3 separate regions of the Mus musculus genome follow, and regions 2 and 3 are each linked to region 1. Evidence: chromatin contacts called from public Hi-C data. All regions are on one chromosome and are shown on one strand. Each heading gives the region's core, a stretch centred on a gene start, on an enhancer-like site or on the middle of the called end of the contact. The rest is flanking DNA. Distances are from core to core; before and after follow the strand shown.

Evidence for each region. Hi-C and Micro-C count contacts between places; a contact is called where the count stands out from the background.
Region 2: a contact with region 1 is called in a Hi-C map of muscle stem cells, with 2.4 times the contacts expected there. The contact joins two enhancer-like sites. A contact is called at or near these places in 3 of 484 Hi-C or Micro-C datasets (embryonic stem cells, muscle stem cells and nephron progenitors) and 1 of 115 datasets of contacts at active chromatin or transcription factors (fibro-adipogenic progenitors).
Region 3: a contact with region 1 is called in a Hi-C map of muscle stem cells, with 2.2 times the contacts expected there. The contact joins the promoter of Sod3 here to the enhancer-like site in region 1. A contact is called at or near these places in 2 of 39 promoter capture datasets (the 3T3-L1 cell line and embryonic stem cells), 6 of 484 Hi-C or Micro-C datasets (Sertoli cells, muscle stem cells, myocytes and 2 more), 2 of 115 datasets of contacts at active chromatin or transcription factors (cardiomyocytes and neural progenitor cells) and 1 of 9 other capture datasets (adipose tissue).

Annotation. Positions count from the first base shown.
Region 1 is chr5:52,514,887-52,517,498 of GRCm38.p6, reverse strand. No RefSeq gene overlaps it. Among named protein-coding and RNA genes, the nearest start is that of Ccdc149, 45 kb to the right of the region's middle. Within about 2 kb of position 1,333, at least 36 of the 459 cell types and tissues checked have an H3K27ac peak or open chromatin away from gene starts, as enhancers often do. A contact at or near this core is called in muscle stem cells, where this site is marked.
Region 2 is chr5:52,308,590-52,311,201 of GRCm38.p6, reverse strand. No RefSeq gene overlaps it. Among named protein-coding and RNA genes, the nearest start is that of Sod3, 54 kb to the left of the region's middle. Within about 2 kb of position 1,326, at least 24 of the 459 cell types and tissues checked have an H3K27ac peak or open chromatin away from gene starts, as enhancers often do. A contact at or near this core is called in muscle stem cells, where this site is marked.
Region 3 is chr5:52,362,489-52,365,100 of GRCm38.p6, reverse strand. It overlaps Sod3 (superoxide dismutase 3, extracellular), which reads right to left and starts at 1,297. Exons shown (of 2, transcript NM_011435.3): 1 at 1,049-1,297.

The sequences.
Region 1 (2,612 bases), core at 84-2,583:
GGTTGGGCTTGGATGTAGAGGTTCAAGGTCATCCTCAGCTACATGGCAAGTTTGAGGCTAGCCCTGACCAGCGATCCAGACTCAGGAAAGAAAAAGGAGCGTAACAAATACAGTACCTCTGCCCATATCCAGCAGCACCACTTACACTGCAATACATCCTAGTGGGATCAGTGGTCCCCTTTACTATACTCAGACACGTGGTGACCCTAGGCATCTGTGACCCCAGACACTGCACCAGGCACTACATCTACACTTGGGAAACTTGTTCTCAGTTGGATATTTGAATCCCTTTTCCCTCCATGGGAATGTACATTTCTAAGTATATATATATTTTTTACCGATATATTAATTGCATATTTTCATGAGGGTACAGTGTGACATTTCAGTCGTCAGGGTGATCAGCAGTATGTATCCTTCATCCCAGACAGCTACCATCTTCTTACCATTCCCACCCTCCCTGCCATCAGGGAAAGGGAGGGAGTTGAGGCTGTCATGTGACTGCAGTAGAGATATTGAACGTACAGACAGATCCCTGGAGGCAATCATACAGCACCCAGGACGAGGAAGGTCCCCGAAGATGAAGAAGTGCCCCATTCCAGGACTATTACTGCTATTGTTGGGAGCTTTGCTTTGGTGCTGGAGAAGAGCTCAAAATGGTGCCCGATTTACAGGAAAAGCCTAAAGATGGCAGTGGTCACTGTTACAGTCAGCTATACAGCTGTGTCCTAAAACCACGCCCACATGCATGCATGAACAAATTCATTACAATAAGGTACACAGGTGGGTTCTATGGCTAGTGTGTATTGTGGGTATATACCTATTCGAAGGTGGATGTTTGAGTCTGTAGGGGACTATACCTGCTTTTAGGATATCTGTATACTTATTTCACAGGTCCTCAAATGTACTTTGTAAGTAAGAAATTAAATATTACAACTCCTTTCTACAATTGAGTAAACCAAGCCAGAGAAATCGAACTGCCTGCTCCTGTTCCCACAGCCAGCCTGGCCTCAGAGACTCCTGTCACCCCCCATGGACAGAGATCGTGCATAAACAGCAATTCTGGGGCAACAGGTGTCTATCCTGGGAGTCTGCTCTTAATCTCATCGCCAACACCTGCCACGCCCATCCGGCGGGAAGAACCAGTCTCGGCATCTCAGGGCTCCTCCTGTCCTGGAAACCGGCTGCAGCCAGCCACAAAGAGAAACGTGGAGCGGCAATTGCCGCCTCAACAATGACAAGTGATGAGGCACAATAGGAGGATCGGGCCTGTAATCAGCTTCAAGCTATACTTAGCTATTTACGAGTCCTGCAGCTCGCTCCAGAGCGTGTGAGAGAAGCGCACACCCTCGGCCCAGCGCTTGCTCATCACCGCTGCGCACCATGCGGAAAAGGACCCCTTTGTGACAGCGCCACAAATTACAGCCCAGGCAATCTGAGTTTCAGTTGGTGGATTCTTCTCTCTCCTAAAAGAAAAATCTGTGTTAAGCTTAATTACAGTCTGTCATTACCCGCAATCTTATAATGATCCAAAGTCCCAGGCAAAATGATAATAATAAAAAAGGAAAAGTGAGCGAGGATCAATTCAAATACGAATAGAAAAGATCTAGACAAACGCTGGGGAAGGGAGGTGATGGGGCATTATTCAGAAACAATCGGGAATGAAGACCAGCATCTCCGGAGGTAAACACTTGTTCCGGCTCCATTGTCTGTGTACCAGGCGCAGGGCTCAGCGCTAACTTTCCTCATTCTTGGCATCTTGAATCCCGTCGCTCTGACATTCGCCTTATAAAATGTAGGGAGCAGCTCCTGGGATATGGGAATGCCCATCATCAAAAGACCTAGTTGTAATAGGACAACATCTCTCGCATCCTAAGAAGGATGCCTGAACAGACTGAAAGTGTTCGCTGATTGCGTTCATCTTATGGCAAGAAAAAGGTGGGCAAGGCATAGGGGGAGGTTGACCGACGACACCTTTTAAACCAAGTTTTCTTTTGTCAGTTTTTACTGACCCACGGTGGCTTCCTTCTCAGTTCTAGAAGTCCACTGAGTGCGCCCTCTTGTGGCCGCATAGGAAGTGAAAATGATCTCGTCCCTCCACCCCTCTGCTGAGTAAGTGGGGGCCTAAGCTGATGGAGTTTGAGACTGGGTGCCAAAGAATGGGCAATCAAAAGGTCTCAGAAAGACAAGCCAATCTTCCTGGAACCGGGGTGTGTTCTGGACTCCACAGAACTTTTTGAGACCATGTAGATGTCAAAAGAAATCTTTTCCTGTACTGTTTATCAAATATCTGGAAACAATTATCCCATAGTGCATATATATATATATATATATATATTTGGTTTTTCGAGATAGGGTTTCTCTGTGTAGCCATGGCTGTCCTGGAGCTCACTCTGTAGACCAGGTTGACCTTGAACTCAGAAATTCACCTGCCTCTGCCTCCCAAGTGCTGGGATTAAAGGCGTGTGCCACCATGCCTGGCTATAAAATAATTCTTGATTATTTCCTACATACTGCTTATGAGAATTTCTTACCTGTCAAGAAAAAGTGTAGGGACCTGTTACAGTGAGACTATGAGTAGGAATTCCATCTTGGGGACTAAACATCAACGCACT
Region 2 (2,612 bases), core at 77-2,576, 210 kb after region 1:
AAAGAAAACAAACAAACAACCCTAATTAAAAATTTTATTGACAAAAACAAATAGTAGACCAAAAACTAGACCATAGGCCATAGTTTTACCATTTCTTAACATCTGCCATGTCCTTGTTAAAAATGGGAATTCTAGTGTATGCCTCAATGTCAAACAGAAAAGTGTTCCATGAAGTTGCCTTGAAAAACAAAAGCCCTAGAGGTGTGCCAGGTGTGCCATGAGGAGTAGCCGCTCCCATTGCCACAGCGCATCCATTAAGCACCCATGGTATACTAAGCACATTGTCATCCCCATCTGATTAGCTAATTTTCTCACGTCCACAACACAACACCAGACAGAAGCAGCCTGAAGGACAAGTTTGTGTTAACTCACTTGGCGCATTCAGTCCTTCATGGCCGAGGAGTCATAGACATCAGGAGCTCTAGGCAGCTGCTCACACTGCAGCGGAGTTAGGAAGCATAGCCTGCTGGAGATCACTCTTTCCCGGCCCATGGCGTAGTGCTGCCCACAGTGAGAGCGGATCTTCCTACCTCAGTTAATGTTACCTTAAAAGTCCCTCACAGTACTTTGTCTTCTAGGTGATACTAGATCCTGTAAACTGACAACCAATACTACCCACCACACCATCCTCTTGATCCTCACAAAGACCTTGCAAAACAACAACCTGTTATTTCTGGGCCTGGAGACACGACCAGTGACTATGACTGCTCGGGTTTTCTGGCCAAGAGCAAGAGCTTCCAGCTGCCATGTTCACAACCGTCTGTAACTCAAGCTCTAGATCTAACGCCCTCTTCTGGCCTCCAGAGACATGCACACACAAATCTCCCCCCTCCTCTCTCTCTCTCTATCTCTCTCTCTATCTCTATCTCTCTCTCTCACACACACACACACTTTGAAAATCAAATAAACATTAAACTAAAAAGAAACGAAAATTGACGTACTTACTAACTAACGTACAAGGAAACTGCTGTGGTCCTGAGGTTACACATACAGGCAGAGGCTGACTAATGTCTACCATTCCTGGATCTAAATGAACAGCCTCACAGAAGTGACACAAGAGCGGGCAGGGTAGAAATAAAAGAAACAATGGAACATTTGGGTACAAACAAATTGGCCCCAGGGTGTTCAGACAATAAGCAGGACCAAAATAATCCTTTCTTTACTATGTTAGCTTTGGTAGCTGGTGACTCTCGGCTGGAAGAGATGGGCTTTTCCTGGGTGAATGCCCAAATCTAAATCCTAAACAAGACAAGCTCTCAACAACAGGCTCTGCCAGAGATGGAGGGGGGACCTTCTCTGCAAGAGATTGCCTGAGTCATGCGGCAACCTTCCAGAACTTTCTGGGCCTGCCTAAAACCAGGCCGCAGGCCCATAGAGTGACTGGAGCAGCCAGCAATACTTCATCGCAGAATTTTCAGCCTCTAGGAGGCCAGATTTAGCAATCTGTCATCCACAGCTGGCCTCACAGTGACACTGGGCTCAGAGAGGCAGGCAACATGGCAGGCAGCAAAGCATCTGCCCATGTCGCTGTGTGGACAGAGATTAGAGAGGGTTCGGGGGGATAATGACTGGCAGTGGCTTTCCTGTAACATTCACGCCAGGAGGAAAGGATTAAGGTAATTGCAGAAAACCCTGGCACTCCATCAGAGTGGTAGTGAGCAATTGCTTTGTCTTGCATGTCACTGGTTTTGGACAGCCCAGTAGAGGTGACCTACCCACGACTTTACTCTATCCATCCGCAGCAACTCTGCCACCCTGCAAAGGGGAGGGAAGCTGAAAAATAGCAGCATGCAAAGAAGGTGCTCCGACAGTACCTTTCATTTCCAAGGCTTACCTGGAGTCTCCGTGCAGGACAAACCATGGTGCTTCTCCCTGCAAGAGAAAGACAGACAGCTGATTCTTTTCAAGGTTTCACATAGTTGTGCATGTGTAGCGTGACAGGTGGGACAAGTGACACCTAGCTCAAGCACTGCCCTGGGACAGGTGGCAGGCACGTGCTCACAAGCTCACCTGTCTTCTTTCATCTCTCAGGAGCATCAGTGTGCCAAGGACACAAGGCATGCAAAGAGAAAGCACTGGCTCTGGGTCATTTGTTACCATCTCTCCTGTATCAGCAACACCCCGTGCCCCAAACACCTCCCAAACTAAAACCAAATGGAAAGAGACAGACCTTTGTCTTCACCCATACATGAAAGCTGCACCTTCTTATCTAATTTTTTAGATCCCTGGTGATAGATATTGGAATCACTGTGGACAGACTTAGAAAAGAAGTTAAAAAAAAAATCAGAATGGTTATCTTCATCCTACATCAAAGCATTCTATTACATATGCCCAAATAGTACTCGATCTGTGGACTTGTTTCTATCCAGAGACTATATCATATCTGAAAACTGTGACCAGCTATGGAATCTTTGCCACAATGAGCTCTCTGGCTGCTCACAAGATGGATGGCCACAGGAGATCTAGAAATGTTTGGTCTAGCTTAGGACTGGAAACCTGGCCACATTCCCTGTCCCTTACTAAAAGCTTTCCCATGTTGGTAATTAGCACACCACAATTTCCTCATTTGTATGACAAGGAACAAAGCTCTCCATACAGCGTAGTGTGTATGT
Region 3 (2,612 bases), core at 48-2,547, 150 kb after region 1:
GAGGTTTGGATCCCGGCAAGCACCCTATGAAGTGGGTGCTTACCTGGATACAAGTGGGCAGAGAGCAGGGACACAGAAGTGAGGGTCTCTCCCATGGTGGTTACATAGTCACCGAAGAGCTAAGGGCAGGATTTCGAAGTGAGTGGTTGATGGAGCTGTGAGAATCACCAGCTTGGGGATTCTGTGAAGGCCGAGGAAGGAGGGGATACCCAGAGATGGCTTGAGAAGAACAAAGATGTTAGGTCTCAGGGGACATTGAGAACGTAAAACCTACAGACCCCTCCCCTTTGATGTGGCCTAGTGTGACCCTGCCGTTAGAGCATAGCGGGAGAGGGTGAAGTACAGGAGGAGCCTCATGCATCTTGCCCCCAGCTCTCTCACTGGACAGGGACTCTGACCCTCTCCTGAGGCAGCTGTCACTTAGGAATGTTCTGTGCTCAGGCTTCACTTCAGGAATTCTTCCTGCAGAGCCTAGAGCAAAATCCAACTGGAGTGTGTTTGTGGGCTTCTCTAAAAATGAACACTTGAAAAAAATATATATATATATATATATTCTCTTAAGAAATGAAGCGAAACAAAAAAGAGCATCTTTCTGCACCTCCAGGTAAACCTAGACTCCTTGTTCGAGTGTCTCCCTTCCCCCAGGCATTTTCTTCCTCAGTGGCTCCTTATAAGAAGCCTTTGCTGTAAGCCATGGCTGACAGAACCCAGGTGACCCCTCAGAGTCCCTGCTCATCCTCCCTAACTCCACCCCAAGCCCCTCAGCGTCCACAGACAGCCTTCCATACATGACATTTATAGCACGAAAGACCTCCTGGCCCAGCCACTGCAGGCCCAGAGCAGAAAGCTTTGTCCCACCACCCTCCTTCCCATCTTCCCATGACTCTACTCCCCACTCTAGAAAAGCCAGGCCTGTCATTAATGGGGTTTCTCTCCCCCAAACATGATTTTGAACCTTTTCTAACCAGTGCCGGCTGCCCAACCCAGTTTCCAGAACTTAAGAAGCACACTCCTAAAAGAATGAAATGAACTTCAGTTTGGCACGCACCTGTCAGGCTCTCCCAAGAGCTCTTTCCCTCTGGTGAAGTTCAGGCCAGCACCCAGCTAGAGGCCGGAGGAAGAGCCTCTGAGTTGCCTCCCCAGAGCTGTCCAGCTGGCTGTTATGTGAGCGAGCAGCAGGGAGGCCAGCCCGGGGGAGTGGTCAGCAAATGGGAGGAAGGTCATTGGGCTGGCCAAGAGAAGCAAAGCCAGCTTGGCTGTCCCTTGTGGTAAAATTGCTGCCTCCTCCTCTTCCTCCCCCTCCTTCTTTTCCCTTCTCTTCCTACTCCGTCTCCTTCTCCCCTTCTTATTCCTTTCTCCTCCTCTTTTTCTTCCTCCTCCTCTTCCTCCCCTTCTCCTCTTCCTCCTTTTCCCCCTCCTCCCCCACTTCATCTTCTCCTTGTCCCCACCTCCCAGTCCCTTTCCCACTGCTGGTTCTGCTTGCCAAGTATGTCTTTCGTGACTTCCCTGGCTCGTGCAGACGCAGTCAGTGACCTTCAGAACGCAGCAGGGGAGCAGAAATGAGAAAGAAAATAGTCTTGTTTGAAGAGGCACAATGGTCTCTTTCTCGAAGGGCCTTTTCTTTTCCCCTGACTCCCTCAGCTACTGACTTCTTTTGCTAGATGTTGGTATGTGTTTAAGACAGACATGGGCACTTGGCAGCTGAGTGAGACACTCTCTCCAGAGCTGTGCTACCACACAAGGTGTGGGGCAGGCATGGTGGTGTGCCTTCAGTCTTGCCTTTTCCTACCCGTGTGCTCCTGGAAGCCCTCCCTTTACCTCCCTCTCAGCATCTGTAATATAATAGCTCTCATCCCCCATGAGAATCAAAGGAGTAAAGCCAGTGTCTGGTTTTCATAAGGACATTAGTGAGTCAACAATGACCGTGACAATAACATTATGATTGTTGCCACTGTTGTATTAAAATGACAAAGGAGGGTTGTTTGTTTTTGAAACAAAGTTGCATTTAACCCAAGCTAGCTTCAATTCCATCTGTAACTGGGGATTACCTTGAACTTTTAATCCCCCTGTCATCAGCTCCCAAATGCTGGGATTGCAGGCGTGCACTATCACGTTGGTGTGTCGCTGGGGTCAAACACAGGCCTTCATGCGTGTTAGGAAAGCACTCTGCCAACTGAGGCCTGCCCAGGAAGATTGTTACATAGACTACACAGATTGGAGGAGCCAGGAACCTCCAATCCCAGGCTCCTTATTTCTTTTGTTGTTGGGAGCTCCTGTCCATCACAGAAACTCTCTAGAAATAAAAGGCTCTCTTTCCCAGAGAAGCATCCCCAGCTTGCTGCCGCTTGTCTGTCCCCTGAATTCCTTTGACAAATGGTTATTGGGTACCTGCCCCCTACCACACCACACACCAGAGTCTCCAAGCTGCACAAGTTTCTGCCCCATGTGGTTCACACACTTAGGAAGATAACCGAGCATCAGTGGTACAGCTAGAGACAGAATGGCCCCTGACACCTCCAGTCGCCAGGCCTGGCAGGTGGGAAGTTTGTTCGGTAACCTGTTCTCTGCGTGCCTCCTGGAGCTCAGTGAACCTCCTTCAGGTGGCGTCCCCT